Linked DNA regions of Sus scrofa: region 1 is linked to region 2. A link is a contact called in public HiChIP or PLAC-seq data. All regions are on one chromosome and are shown on one strand. The core of a region is the stretch at or near the end of the contact, and the rest is flanking DNA. Distances in the headings are between cores, read along the strand shown.

What was found. HiChIP or PLAC-seq counts read pairs in DNA pulled down with a chosen protein or histone mark.
Region 1: a contact with region 2 is called in an H3K27ac HiChIP or PLAC-seq map of alveolar macrophages. The contact joins two enhancer-like sites. A contact is called at or near these places in 1 of 47 Hi-C or Micro-C datasets (epiblast stem cells) and 1 of 2 datasets of contacts at active chromatin or transcription factors (alveolar macrophages).

What each region holds. Positions count from the first base shown.
Region 1 is chr13:51,199,115-51,206,351 of Sscrofa11.1, forward strand. It overlaps a transcript of MITF not described here. Among named protein-coding and RNA genes, the nearest start is that of MITF, 180 kb to the right of the region's middle. Within about 2 kb of position 3,382, at least 20 of the 83 cell types and tissues checked have an H3K27ac peak or open chromatin away from gene starts, as enhancers often do. A contact at or near this core is called in alveolar macrophages, where this site is marked.
Region 2 is chr13:50,608,529-50,615,534 of Sscrofa11.1, forward strand. It overlaps FRMD4B (FERM domain-containing protein 4B), which reads right to left. Exons shown (of 23, transcript XM_021069209.1): 21 at 5,356-6,167; 22 at 968-1,100. Among named protein-coding and RNA genes, the nearest start is that of LMOD3, 58 kb to the left of the region's middle. Within about 2 kb of position 3,468, at least 36 of the 83 cell types and tissues checked have an H3K27ac peak or open chromatin away from gene starts, as enhancers often do. A contact at or near this core is called in alveolar macrophages, where this site is marked.

The DNA.
Region 1 (7,237 bases), core at 2,132-4,631, 590 kb after region 2:
GATGACTGACTTCAAAGCTTACCCTCCTGTCTGTCATGCTGCAGTGATTTCTGTCCATATTGGGGTATCTAGAGGGAGGCAGGATAGGAAGTGATCAGGCATAACAACTCATGTTGATTTTGGAATAGAAAGAGGACTAAGTTTCTGATGAAGTAAAGAGAAACTCTGGGTGTGGCTGACCATCTGAATCCAAGATAAATAGATCTGTCTATTAAAGGTGCTCACAGAATGCTTGACTGCACAGTTCTTTGTTTTCAAATCTGTTTCTGATGGTTGAAAGGAGGTAGGCTGTGAAGGCCTCAAGAAAGGTAGCAGAAGATGGGATGGTGGATACTTCATCATTCACCAGGGCGTGGTGTGTGAGTTGTAGATTTTCCTCATGCCTCATTAAAGATCTTCTTTGAATGGCCCTAGTGGATATGGATAACATCAAGAGTCTTGTCTACTTACCCATCCTGTGGTCTACCACTGAACATGTAACTCCTAACATCTTTATGGTTTCCATTCATCTCTCTCTTTTTCCCTTCTAACCTGACTTGTTAATTGCTTTTCCTATATGTTTTTATGATGTCGTAGCCAGTCTATTATGTTCTGGACTGTTTATCTTTGAATGCCAAAGGTCTTGAAACATCATAATGTTGTGTAATGAACATAACTTCTGCCTTGACATGTGGGTGTTAAAAACATTAGTCATTGCAAAGTATTGAGTTAAATATTTTCAATAAAAGAATATAATGATCTAATGGAGAGGAAGATGTTATAAAAATACTAGTTGATGGCTTTAATGATGAGCCATGTACTTTGTGGGTTCTAGCAGTGATGGGTTAGAAATTGACAGAATGAATGTAAAAGCGTTCACACTCTTGTTTAGTGAAAGAGAAGAAAGACCAACAATTTTAAAAAAATGTAATTCTTATGTATACAAAGAAAAATGTCATCCATTTGAAGTTTTCAAATCTTCTGTTCCTGGTTTCCTGCCTCACATGTATCTTTAACTACCATGCGAAATGTTATAGATTTGCATGAGATAGTATCAATAGAGACCTCTGGGCTGTGTCTTGTCAGGAAGCCTGTAGCCTTGCAATGATCTGTTTTTTTTTTTTTTTTTTTGAGAGCATCAGGGCATCTTTTGTAACACCATCAGAGAGCCAGGGACTTCCTGAGTGAATGAACAAGGTGGGTCTCTACTTGTGGTACTGATTTTACGAAGCATTTTGGTCAGCATTAGTCATTACAAAACTGTATGCCTGCTGCTTTGATTTATCTCTGTAGACATCTCCCCATGGTGTAAGATGGAATACTCATCTGTCTATGTCTCTGGGTATCTAAAAATGTTAGAGGTACATCGGTCTTTTTCTTTTTTTTTTTTTTAGGGCCTCACCTGTGGCATATGAAGTTCCCCGGCCAGGGATTGAATCCGAGCCACAGCTGTGACCTATGCCACAGCTGCAGTAATGCTGGTTCCTTAAACCGCTGTGCCCTAGTGGGAAGTCCCATTGCTCTATTTCTTGCTGGAGAGTGTTTTGTAGGTACCGGTCTTCTCTGAGGGAATATTGTCTATTGAGTGTTGGGTCATCAGTGCTCTCTTATTTCTCGGGGTTGGCAGGTTTAAACCAGAGACAATGCATGCCGTCCGTTACCTGTTCAGTCATTCTGGTAGGAAAAAACTTCTAAGTTAAATACCTTTTCTTTCCTACGGAGGTACCAACAAGGAAACTGTCTTAATTTTAGAGTAGGGAGCCTAAACTGTGTCTGTGGCTGCTGTTAAAATCTTCTCAACAGGCTGGGTATTTTCAAAGGATATCCAGCTCAACTATATCAATTATGTGTGGGGAAAATGTTTATTTTCCACTATAACACCATGTCCAAATGGATCATCATCTCATGATCAATGTCTGACATTTTGGGGGTCAGAGCTTGTGTGAAGGGGAGATCTTGCATCTTTGGTAATATTTCTGGAAGGATTATTGATATTGAGCCCTCCTGTATATGGTTTTCCATTTATTTGCTATCTCTATTAACTGAATCTGTAGATAAGGAACAATTTTTGAATGGAAACCAAGTAACCTGTTGATGTAAAGTCAACTTTACCTTTTATGATTCTCATTGTTAGCACCTCCCTCCTTCCTGGCTGGATTCCCTGTCATTTTAAGTAGGCAGCAATTACTGGTTTGTTCAAGAAGCTGGTTCCTGCTGCCAAGGATCCTCTTAATTATCACTCTATCTCTCACTTGGTCTCCCTTGAGTTGAGAGAAGGTGCACGTTAAGTGTGTGGCAGAGTAGCAGCTGTCCTAGCTCCGTAATAATCTCCTCTCTGGCTCGGTTCAGTGGATCCAATGTTCAGCCAAAGGGCCGAGGCAGCCCTGGTGAGTCTTTTCAACTCTTCTTTAGGTTGTTTGGTCAGTCAGCTTTGGTGTGGTTTTCTTGTGCCTCTGACTCTGACCTGAGTAAAAGCTAAGGGCATTTGGGTTGGGAGTTCACACCTGTTCCGGGTCCATCTCTGAGCTCAGATGGGACACCTTGAAAATACTGCAATGGTTTTCTCACAAACTCTTTTCTCTCACTGGGACAAAGGAGACCATGGAATTGACTCATGGCCTGTCTTCAAGAAGGTAATGCACATCATAACCAAAATAACTCAATTTTTACAGGTTCTTCGATAGCACATATTTTTTTTTTTTCAGAGCGATAGTCTTTTGCCTAATAATGATTCTTTGGTTTTTGTCGTTCATAAATGGCTAGATTGCTTTCTGTTTTCAGAAATGTTCAGTTCACTTGTTTCAGTGAATTTTTTTTTCAGAAGTTCCACTGGATCATTTGATTAGGTTTGGAGTGCCTATGCTTCCTTTTCTACTTTTTCTGTATTTTTGGCAGTGTTGTTGTTTAAAACTGTTGAAGTGATTCGCTGCAAAGTGGATTAATTTTCCACGTCTTCAAATGTGTTTTCCAGTCGCCTCAAAATTTCTTTGCACTCCCCCCCCCATATGATAGTCTGCAGTCATAGTTCTCTCATTCTTCCTGGATCCAATATAAATGCTGATGTCACTGAATTTCTTAAAATACAGCTGGTGGGGATTAACAGAAATTGTAAGAGCATACCACTTCCTCATTTTGCTATTTTCTTGACTAATTATTGTCCTTTCAAGTTCTGTAGGAGACTGGGGATTTGGAAGGAAGTTCTCTGTCTTGAAGTTAAAACAGCACTTTTCTCCCCTCCCCCCGCCTTTTTTTTTTCCTGTTAATGTTATTCTTCAAAAATAATCTGATTTTTTTAGGATGCTGCCTGAATGTGCTCTCAAATAACCTTGGCTAGACTTTCTCCACTTAGGGTTTTGCATGGTGCATTGTCTTCTATCCTGGGTGAAAGGTTTTGAATACTTCCCTTTAGTAAGTTTCCTTATATAGAATATTTTTACTCAATAGCTCTTCTCCAGCTCTAGGCTGTTAATGGTAGTAGGTGAAGGGTTGTGATTCGTTTATTTTTTTCCCCCCTACTATTTTTTGTTCTTCAAGGAAAGCCTACCTCTATTCCCATGGTTTTCTTGTGGAAGCTGAGTGTTCTTGGTGATAGTCCTGGGTACTCAACTCCTTCAAACATTAACTTTTCTGGCTTTCCAGTTCTTGTTCTAACCCTTGGAGTCTGGGGCCCTGGTTTTCTTGTTGCTGTCTTTTGGATTTGATTGATGGCTCCCTGAATCTTGTTCCTGGAGTCCTCTGGGCTCTCTGGGTGAGACACAGGAGGCCACCTAGAAGTGTGCATAAATGGTGGCCGAGCTCTGCAGGCGGCAGTATTGATCAAACTGCAGTCCCTGGAAACAGAAATAGAAAGGGTTCAGCATTTGCACTTTCCTCTGGTGGTGTTTTTGCTTATTTTGTGTGTTTGGAAAAGGCAGCCGTATGCAAACTGCTGACTTACTATTTTCCCTGGAATGGAAACCATTTGGATTATTTCAATGAGTTTTAGCTAAGATTTGTTTGTTCACAGTATTAGTTTTGTTTTCTGTGTCCTGTTTAGAGTAAGACCAGAATATGTCTTATTACTCTATGGAAATAAATGCTCCTTGGTGCCTTGGGATTTTGCAAACCATGAATTTGAAAAATCATGTGTTTACTCCAGAGTCAAAATGGAAACTTCTTAGTGAAAATTCTGGGTACATCAATATTTCTATCTGGGTCAATTACTTTCTTTGAAAAAAATTTTTTTGCCTAAATTATTGAAGATGTCGGAGCAGTCCCTTTTCCTGCTTGCTTTTTCCACCAATATTTTTTCTCATTTTTAAAGAGAAAAAGATTAAACAGAAGAGTTGCAAACCAAAATCTTATATGCCCTCTTATTTGCTGTAAAATGATGACTCTTCTGTTTTCTTTGATGTTAGAGTGGATTTAGCTTAACTTTTAGTAGTAAGAATTGAATTAAGAATAAAAATAGAAATTCCTTACTGTAAGAACTATTAAGAACTGATTTGAGTTCCTGAGTAAAAGTGATGATTGTTCAGCTCTAGAAAATGTAAAATGTAGGGTCTCAATATGCTTAGTTAACACCATCTAACATTGTGTTGATACATTACTTTGATGATAAGATTTGAGCATGATATAGCTATCTGAAAAATACTTTAAATATCACTGTGGAGTTTTTGGTTAAATGTGTTTTTAAAAGTTGGGGTAAATAGAATAAAGGAGGGAAAGAAAGCGTAGTTATGAATTGTTTGAATTTTCGGGATGAGGTTTTTTTTTTTTTTTTTTTTTAGGGCTGCACTTGCGGCATATGGAAGTTCCCAGGCTAGGGGCCGAATTGGAGCTACACACCAGCCAGCCTACACCACAGCCATAGCAAAGCAGTATCTGAGCCTTGTCTGTAACCTACACATGGCTCACAGCAACGCCAGATCCTTAACCTACTGAGCAAGGCCAGGGATTGAACCTGCATCCTTATGTATCCTAGTCAGTTTCATTGACCAGCTGAGCCACAAAGGGAACTCCTTTTGTTCATCATTTTATGCCAGCAAGTGGCACCGGGCAGTACCTCATAGTCACTCAATAAATAATGAATGCATGAACGTAATGAGAGGCCTAGTTCCAGGCCCAGCTGTACCACTCACTAATTGTGTGACCCTCAGCTCACCGTTTATGAGGTCTCTGTCTCGTCTTCTCTTCAGTGAAGGGGAAGGGCTAGTCATGGTGGCTGTGGTACTATACGCACTCCCCCACCCCTGGCCACTGCAATGGAGGCATTGCCTACAAGCCTCTCCCTGTGTCCTGTGAACTGAGGAGAAGCCCTAGGCCCTTCTCAATTCAGTGTTCCAGGTTTCCACTAGTCACCATGAACACTTGAGGTAAAACTTGCTTGCTATCTCAGAAGTTTTTTCTCTCTGAGGTTCTTACCATGGTTCCTTGATTTGGGTTTTTTGTTTTTTGTTTTTTGTTTTTTTTTGATGCCTCAGGCCCAATCACAAGTAGGCAGTATTCTGTAAAGATTCTTAGTTAGCAAGTGTTTGCTTAAACAACAGCAGCAGCAATAGCACATGCCATTGTCTCTCCTTTCAATCATTTTTCTGGTAGATTTAGAAGATAAATGTAGGACTTCATAAATGGGTCCAGAAAATATTCCTCCAGTGAAGGAAGAGATCAAGCAAAGATTAACTTAACAAAGTTTTCCACTTTGATTTTCCAGAACCCATGAATCCATCCAGGAAGTGGTTGTTCAATGTCTATAGCATGCCACACACTGTGCTAATGATAAAATGATAGGAGCTTTGCTTACGTAAGTCGCAGGGATATGAATGTGATGCTAGGTCTGCCATTGTACCTTGGGACGAAAGATGGAGGGGTCGGTTTCTCCGAGGGGGACAAGGAAGAGTAAAGCCTCATAGGAGAAAGGAAGCTTGAGTTCTTTATTGAAAGATGACTGCCAAGCAAATGAGAGATGAGGCTTCTGGGTAGGCGGGAGCCTTGGAAGTATAGCACCATGTGGTGCCTTTGGGACAGTGTAAGCTTTTGAGCATGGCTTGAGCACCAGGGAGCATGGGTGGATTTAAGCAGGGGAATAGCAGTCTGGCTGCTGCCAGATGAACAGGTTGGAGGCTGGCCAAGGTCTAGTGTCATGGAGGCCGGTTAGGATGGTTCCAGCTTACTAGTCTTTGTGGGGACTGATGATACACGTGTACTGTTCAGCCCTGAGAGAGGTGGTGATTGCAAGAGGGTCCATACTTTGGCCACAGATTTTTAAGGGCAGTGAGGGCAAAAGTAAGATTGTGTGCACACTGCTTACCGGTGGCAACAGTGATTGCTCATGCATTCATTCATCATATCACTGGGTGCCTCTTCTGTAACATACACCTGAGAAACACAATGATGAGTGAAATAGATAAGGTCCCTGCCCTCAGGAAGCCTGTATTCTCATGGGAGACACAGTCAGGTATACGGACAATAGTTGATTACTATGTATTTTATGTTACAGGAGGAAAATTCTGTGTGTCCATTCTATCCATAGATACCATGACCACTATGCTCTCTGTTCCTTGTAGGAGGTTTTGAGGCTGAAGTTAGGTAAACATATATGCCTTTTATTGTACATGCTTACACACACATACACACACACACACACACATTGATTAAAGACATCTTTTTTTCATTTCTTCATTCCAAAGGTAGACAGACACCTAAAATAAGACATATGAGGGTTCCCATAGGTAAGTCTGCTCTAGATAAAGTTCTGGATAGCTTCTGATATTTTCTGAACTCCTGATGCTTTATTTTATTTTACTTTTTTTTCCATTATTTATAAGTTTTATTGAGGTATAGTTTATTTACAGTATTGTGATAATTTCTGTTGTACAACAAAGTGATTTAGTTACACATGTACACAGATCCATTCTCTTTCAGATTTTATTCCCACGTAGATAAGCATAGAATATTGGGTAGAGTTCCCTGTGCTACACAGCAGGTCCCCATTGGCCAATCATTCCATTTACCTCAGTGTGCATACACCTATCCCAAATTCCCAGTCCATCTTCCCCGCCCCCCACCTGTCCCCTTTGGTAACCATAAGTTTGTTTTCAAAGTCTGTGAGTCCGTTTCTGTTCTGCAAATAAGTTTTACATGGAATAACCCTGGTTGTTTAATTCCAGATCTAAGCAGGAAAATTCTTTGCTTTTGTGACCCTTTTACATGTAACCGGATCTTGAAGCTGTCTTTGGTGGCTGCTTCAAATTGGCCTTCATGTCCGTGTTCCAGGTTG
Region 2 (7,006 bases), core at 2,218-4,717:
AAAAAAAGGCAGCAAATGTTTGAAATCAAGCTCAACAACTGTCTATGAGGCATCTTGGTATGAACAGCCTTTTCCGATGTAGCTGTTTTTCCCGCAAGGCCAGAAGAATCTTAATGAAAATACCAATAATATAGCTTCAAGTAGAACAATTTATAAGAACCCTTCAAACACAGAATGTAATGTACAGAACTCTAAGAACAGGGTAAAATTGGAGTTCCCATCGTGGCACAGTGGTTAACGAATCTGACTAGGAACCATGAGGTTGCAGGTTCGATCCCTGGCCTTGCTCAGTGGGTTAAGGACCCTGCATTGCGTGAGCTGTGGTGTAGGTTGCAGATGCAGCTCAGATCCTGCATTGTTGTGGCTGTGGTGTAGGCTGGTGGCTACAGCTCCGATTAGACTTCTAGCCTGGGAACCTCCACATGCCTTGGGAAGCGGCCCTAGAAAAGGCAAAAAGACAAAAAAACAAAAACAGGGTAAAATTTAAATGAGCTAGATTAAGCATCAATAAGCTATTTCTTTTCTTTCTTTCTTTTTTGTTTGGCTGTGGCCATGGCATGTGAAGGTTCCCAGGCCAGGGATCAAACCCGCGCCATAGCAGCTACTGGAGCAACAGCAGTGACAATGCTGGATCCTTAAGCTGCTGGGCCACCGGCAAATTCCTTAATAAGCTTTTTCTTAAAGGGCCAGATATTTTTGGCTTCAGCCATATGATCTCTCTTGCAACCACTCTGCTCTGCCTCCATAGCACAAAAACAGCCATGGATAACATGTAAATGAATGAGCATGGGTGTTTTCCAATAAAACCTTATTTATAAACATAGGTGGCAGCTGGTTTTGGCCCTCAGACAAAGGTTGGCCTTTGACAAACCTTGAGCTAGATCACTTAGTGTTCATAAAATCAACTTAGATTCCTGAATTCTGACCAGGAACAGAGTAATAGCATTTTTGAGCATTGCTTTCTCACCTGCCTGGAGAGGACAAAGGATTATAGATGTTGCCATAGCAGCTGGTGTACGAAGGATGTGCTGGGGTCTCATATTCAGATAGCCCTACGGTTATCTGGGTCCTCCAGTTTCCAGAAGCATTTGTAGAAGACACTAAAAATGAAAAGATAAAATTAGTGGGACCATTCAAAGTGAACTATTTAGGCCATTTAGATGTACAATATAATCAGCTGTGTGCAGAGTTGTGCTTAAGAGCCAATGTTTAGAACCAATAGAGCTCCTATTCTAATGTGGTCACTTACTGGCCATGTGACCTTGGGCAAATAACTTAACCTCTTTAAGCCTCAGTTTTATCATCTGTAATGTGGAGCTAAGAGTATAAATATATTTTGTGTAGGGATAATATCAGGATTAAACAAATTAACTTGTGAAAATATTTAGCACTGTGCCTGGAAATAAATGATAACTATGATTACTGTAGATATGAATAAAGTTAATTGAAAGACATGCTATTAAAAAAAAAAAAACCCAAGGAGTTCCCTTCGTGGCTCAACAGTTAACAAACCCGACTAGTATCCATGAGGATGCAGGTTTGATTCCTGGCCTTGCTCAGTGGGTTAAGGATCCAGCACTGCCATTAGCTGTGGGGTAGGTCGAAGACTTGGCTCAGATCTGGCATTGCTATGGCTGTGGTGTAGGCCTGAAGCTGTAGCTCTGATTTGACCCCCTAGCCTAGGAACCACCATGTGCCACAAGTGCGGCCCTAAAAAGCAAAAAACCCGAAAAAACCCCAAACCCAGAAGACAAGCCAGAAAAGAAGTCTCATATATGGAAAGAATCTTCCCAGTCAGGCTATGGTGGCTGGATAGCTTCACAGGCTTCCATCATAAAGATAAGGTGACAAGTTTGAGTTTCCTGGAGCCCTTTGGAGGAAAAGCATTCTATACGTCGATTTGTTGAGACCTGTCCATTCCTCAGCCAAAGGCAATATTGGCCACTAGCAGGATCAAGTCATTTTTTGGGGGAAAAAAAAAAAAAAAGTGTGCGTGGGGGGAGTGGGAGTGGGGGAGGGTAACTAGGACAGGAAAGATTTCAGGAAGAAGAGACTTAGCTCTTCTGAGGGCACTAATCCGAACAAGGCAAAGGCATAATTTGGGAGCAAAACCCAGTGAATGCCTCATCGCTGGGCGTTTGCTGTCCTCTCTCTTAAACCGTCCATGAGTTCCCTGGTAGCCTAGTAGTTAAGGATCCAGTATTATCACTGCTGTGGCTCAGGTTGCTGCTGTGGCACTAGTTCAACCCCTGGCCAGGGAACTTCCACATGCCACAGGCATGGCCAAAGTAAGTAAATAAATATAACCAGTTCTGCTCTGTGCCTAGGATGCATGATGTCATGCCGGTCACCTAGGACTCAAAATACCACCATTGCTCCTGGGTCCTTCCTGATCTCCTCTATTTCCTGTTCCTGGCAGTCAACCTTCTCTCTTCTCACCCCCACAAAGCATGTGGAACCAGCATGCAACAAACACATTTCAAAACTCATCTGTGGTCCTGGATGCCCACAAAGGTTTGACTTAACGATGTAAGATCCTCACTTTGAGCTTCTAAGAAGGTTTCATATCTCTAAGTCAGGGGTTGTGAGGCGTGGTGGTTAGGATGTCACACTGTAATAGAATTCCTACTTCACCACTTACCGGCTTTGGAGATTGGGCAGGGTCATTTAAACCCTGTAAGGCAGAAGTGTCTCAGCTGCAAGATTAGGATAATAATAATAAACATGACAACAGCACTCCCTACATAGAATTGTCGCATACACTAAATGGGAGAGCGCAAATAAAGGGCTGAGCAAACTGGGTGGCACAGGGTAAGCTGCCAATAAAAGTGGCTGCTACTACTCCTAAAACTGAGTCACCAGGAGAGCCTTTAGGTGGCTGGAAGGGATTGCAAAACCCCTGACTAATTCAGCAAATAACTGGAAACTTATCTCTCCATGAGAATGGTGCATGCCTGTTGTAATACATCAACTATAAAATGTAGTAGGAAAGAGGAAAATCCCAAAAAGGAATTCTAGAAGCACTGATTCCATCCCTGTGATGCCTTTTGGCCTGTGGGGTCAATCCTGCTGGAATCAGCCAGGCTCACGCTGTCACACTGGGTCCAGGAAGCATTATCTCCATTCTCACCTTTGCCCCAGTGCTGAGACAATGGCCGGGAATGTTGAAGTTTCAGAGTTACAGCTGCTTCTTGTTTAAAGAGGCATTACCCCAGCCCTGTGCCCTGCTGACTATACACAGGTATCTCAGTCCTCCTTCTTTGGTTTCGGAAAGTTTCTCATGCAGCGCCCTGAACTTTGAAGGGGAAGAAAGGCAATCTCTGGATCACAGCCACAAATATGAAATAATTACAGGAGCCTTTTCATATGTTACATGTGGTAATAAATGGGGAAACCCTAGCAGAAGTCCAAAGTCCTGCACAAAGAGGAGAGAACTGGAACCCAAACAGAAATCTCCATGGAAACACCTCTTGTCAACAAACTTAGGAAACTTTTAAAGGTACAGTTTTCACAGATGATCACAAAATGATTCAGGAATCCCTGTGCTATGTCTCACTAAGGCGTCATACTTGCAAGAGGGGGCAAGACTCATGACCTTGGTCTTTTTTGTGCAGTTCGAGAATTCATTTCTTTAAGCTTTAGTGCTGCTTCATTTTCATACATCCCTCTGGCTGCTAACTAGACCGTGAACTTATCCAGGCCAGAAACTGGCTCCTCAGCATCTTGGATGTGCCCGCTTGTTAGCTGAATAAGTGAAACCAGAGGAAGATTTTTCTCTTAAGCCCTCATATCCCTACTTAAGGTAACTGGCACAGCTCGGGGTATGCAATAGACTTAGGGACCAAAGTCAATGCATGAAGAGAATCTCTCTAATCAAAATTACCTTTGAAAGTCCCTTAAATTAACCAGAAAGTGGAGGATATATGATTACTGGATTGAGTCAAGGCCTGAGGAGTATTTAGAACAGTGCCAAGAACAGTGCTTAGTAAATGCCAGCTCCAGTCAGACTTACTAGAAGACTTACACAGATTCCTAAGCACTCGGAATGAATGGCATTTATGTATGTATGTACGTCTTTTTAGGGCCACACGGGTGGCATATGGAAGGTCCCAGGCTAGTAGTCAAATTGGAGCTACAGTTGCTGGCCTATACCACAGCCAAAGCAACGTGGGATCCAAGCTGCATCTTTGACCTACGCCACAGCTCATGGCAATAACAGAACCGTAACCCACTGAACAAGGCCAGGGATCAAACCCACATCCTCATGGATACTAGTTGGGTTCATTACTGCTGAGCCACAACCGGAATTCCAGGAATAAACTGCTTTTAGATGATCCAATTCCTCGTGGTGAACAGGGAAGGATGTATAATCCTAAAGGCTTTCTTCTTACATAAGTGTTTATCCTATTCTTTTAATATATCAAAACTCAATGCCCTGAAAACTATTTTTATTTATTTATTTATTTGCTTTTTAGGACCCGCACCCATGGCATGTGGACATTCTCGGGCTAGGGGTCAAATGAGAGCCACAGCTGACGGCCTACGCCACAGCCACAGCAACGGGGGATCCAAGCCGTGTCTGCAACCTACACTACAACTCACAGCAACACCAGATCCTTGTGGATACTAGTTGGGCTCATTAACCAATGAGCCACAATGGGAACTTCCAATTTTTATTGAAGTATAGTTCATTTATGATGTTATGTTAGTTTGAGGTGTATGGCACAGGAATTCAGTTTTATATATATATATATATATAAAATTTTTATTAGTTTTATATAAACTATTATAAACACATATTCTTTTTCAAGTTATTTTCCCTTATGGCATATTACAAAATACTGATATATATATATAAAATATAATTTTCCTGTGCTATACAGCAGGTCCTTGTTGATTATCTATCTTATATATAGTAGTGGGTACATATTAATTGCAAAGCCTGAACACTTTAAAGAGATGTGGCCATCAACACAAGACCTAGAAAAGATAAAATACAGGAAAGCCTCTAACACAGGGCAGCACAGAGAGTAGGTGCTCAGTAAATGTTTGTTGGATTTTAACCTGTGGCTCCACCCAATAGCTACACCCTTATGATCTTGGGTCCTGGTCTCATGGTCCTTGAGGGGAGTGGTTTGGGGTAGCTGGGGACACAATGTTAATGAAATCTGAGTACAAAGGCCTCTGTGCTATTTTTTTTCCCTTCCTTTTTGGGCCACACCCAAGGCATGTGGGACTTCCCAGGCCAGGGATGGAACCCCTGCCACAGCAGTGACCCAAGCCACAGCAGTCACTACAACACCTGATCTTAAACTCTTAGGTCACCAGGGAACTCAGCCTCCAGGGTATTCTTACCTGAAGAATAGGAAGATGCTCGGCTGCTTGGAGAACAGGGTACCTGTAGGCCGGCAAAGCCCAGGCTTCTCTGCGAGCCCCGGTCAGAGTCAAAGCTAGTCTGTGTGCTGTGGCTCTGCTCCTTCTGCCCAGAGGCCCGCTGGTACCAGCCACGCAGGTGCTCTGCAACTAAGGCCTTGTGGATGTTTTTGGTGATGTGCTCTGACTTTGCAGCAGCCTTTCTTGGCAGCCGGAGAGTGGCGTATGGGTTGTGGGGTACCCGGTCGACCTCATCTTCATGAAAGGACCTGCTGTAGTCCCTGGGGCGGTCGTACCCATAGTGGGCTGACGACCGGTAGGAAGGGTTGACACTGTACTGTCCCTCCATGTCGTTCTCATAGACATAGCCACCACTGTAATAGAGATCACACTCTGCGTACGGCGTGTACCCGGCAATGTAGTAACTGGAAGATGTCTGCTCTTGACTCTTGGAGTAGACACCATTCCTCAAACTATCCTTTTGTGCTAGGTTGGGCATGCTTCCTGAATTTGAAGTCGAAACGTTCTGTTTTTTGGACCTTCTCCGGCCCCTGGAGCGAGTGTCCAGAGTCTGGGTAGTGTAATAGGGCCCGGCCACTGGTGTCACACAGTAATACTCCGTGCTTGACTGGCTGGTGTAGGAAGACCCGTCATCCAGGATTTCTGTGCTGCTGCTTCTTTGGGATTTGGAAAGGGAGAAAAATGGCTTATCGTGGTCCATCTCAGAGAGCAGGTGAGACTGGGACTCCAGGCTCCCACTCCGCTGGCGGCAGTGCTGAGATGACGATTCGGGTCTGCAGGAGAAGAAAGGCAAACTTGTAAAAGAAAAAAGGAGAGGAGTTCCTGTCATGGCTCAGAGGTAATGAACCTGACTAGTATTCACGAGGATGGGGCTTCGATCTCTGGGCTCTCTCAGTGGGTTAAGGATCTGGCATTGCCGTGAGCTGTGGTGTAGGTGACAGGTGGCAGGTGGCTTGGATCCCATGTTGCTGTGGCTGTGGTGTAGGCTGGCAGCTATAGCTCCAATTGGACCCCTAGCCTGGGAAGGGAACCTCCATATGCTGCAGATGTGGCCCTAAAAATACAAAAAAAAAAAAAAAAAAAAAGGAGAGGACCAAGATAAGGAAAAAAGGGACATCACTTCAAATATTTAACAGCTCTTGAACGGCAATAGGATTTTTAAGGTTTCCAAAGCAACCACACAACAGAATCCACTGGGTTTACAAAGTCAAAATGAGAAGAGAAACACGTTCTGTCAATTAGGTAACCTGTATCCTTTCTTGAAAACAGGGAAGATAAACTGATGATGTACAACTTGCATCAAAGCCTAAGAAAAACTCCACGCATCTTCGGAGGGTCTTTTATCCCAACAGGAGAGCAGTAGCTAGACCACAGTGAAGGCAGCCTTTGTGGGGGAGAAGAGGCTGATCTGACATTGGAAACCTGGGTTGAGTCACAGCTCCATCATTTCCCAGCTATATGAATGTGGGTAAACTATTTAATTAATCTTCCTTCCTCCTCTGTAAAATGAGGACCAAAACAGTATCTAACATCTTCAATTAGGCTTGTTGTGGGGACTAAATAATATAGTGCATATGGATGGCTGTGCTCTTTTCTACGCACAGCCATCAGT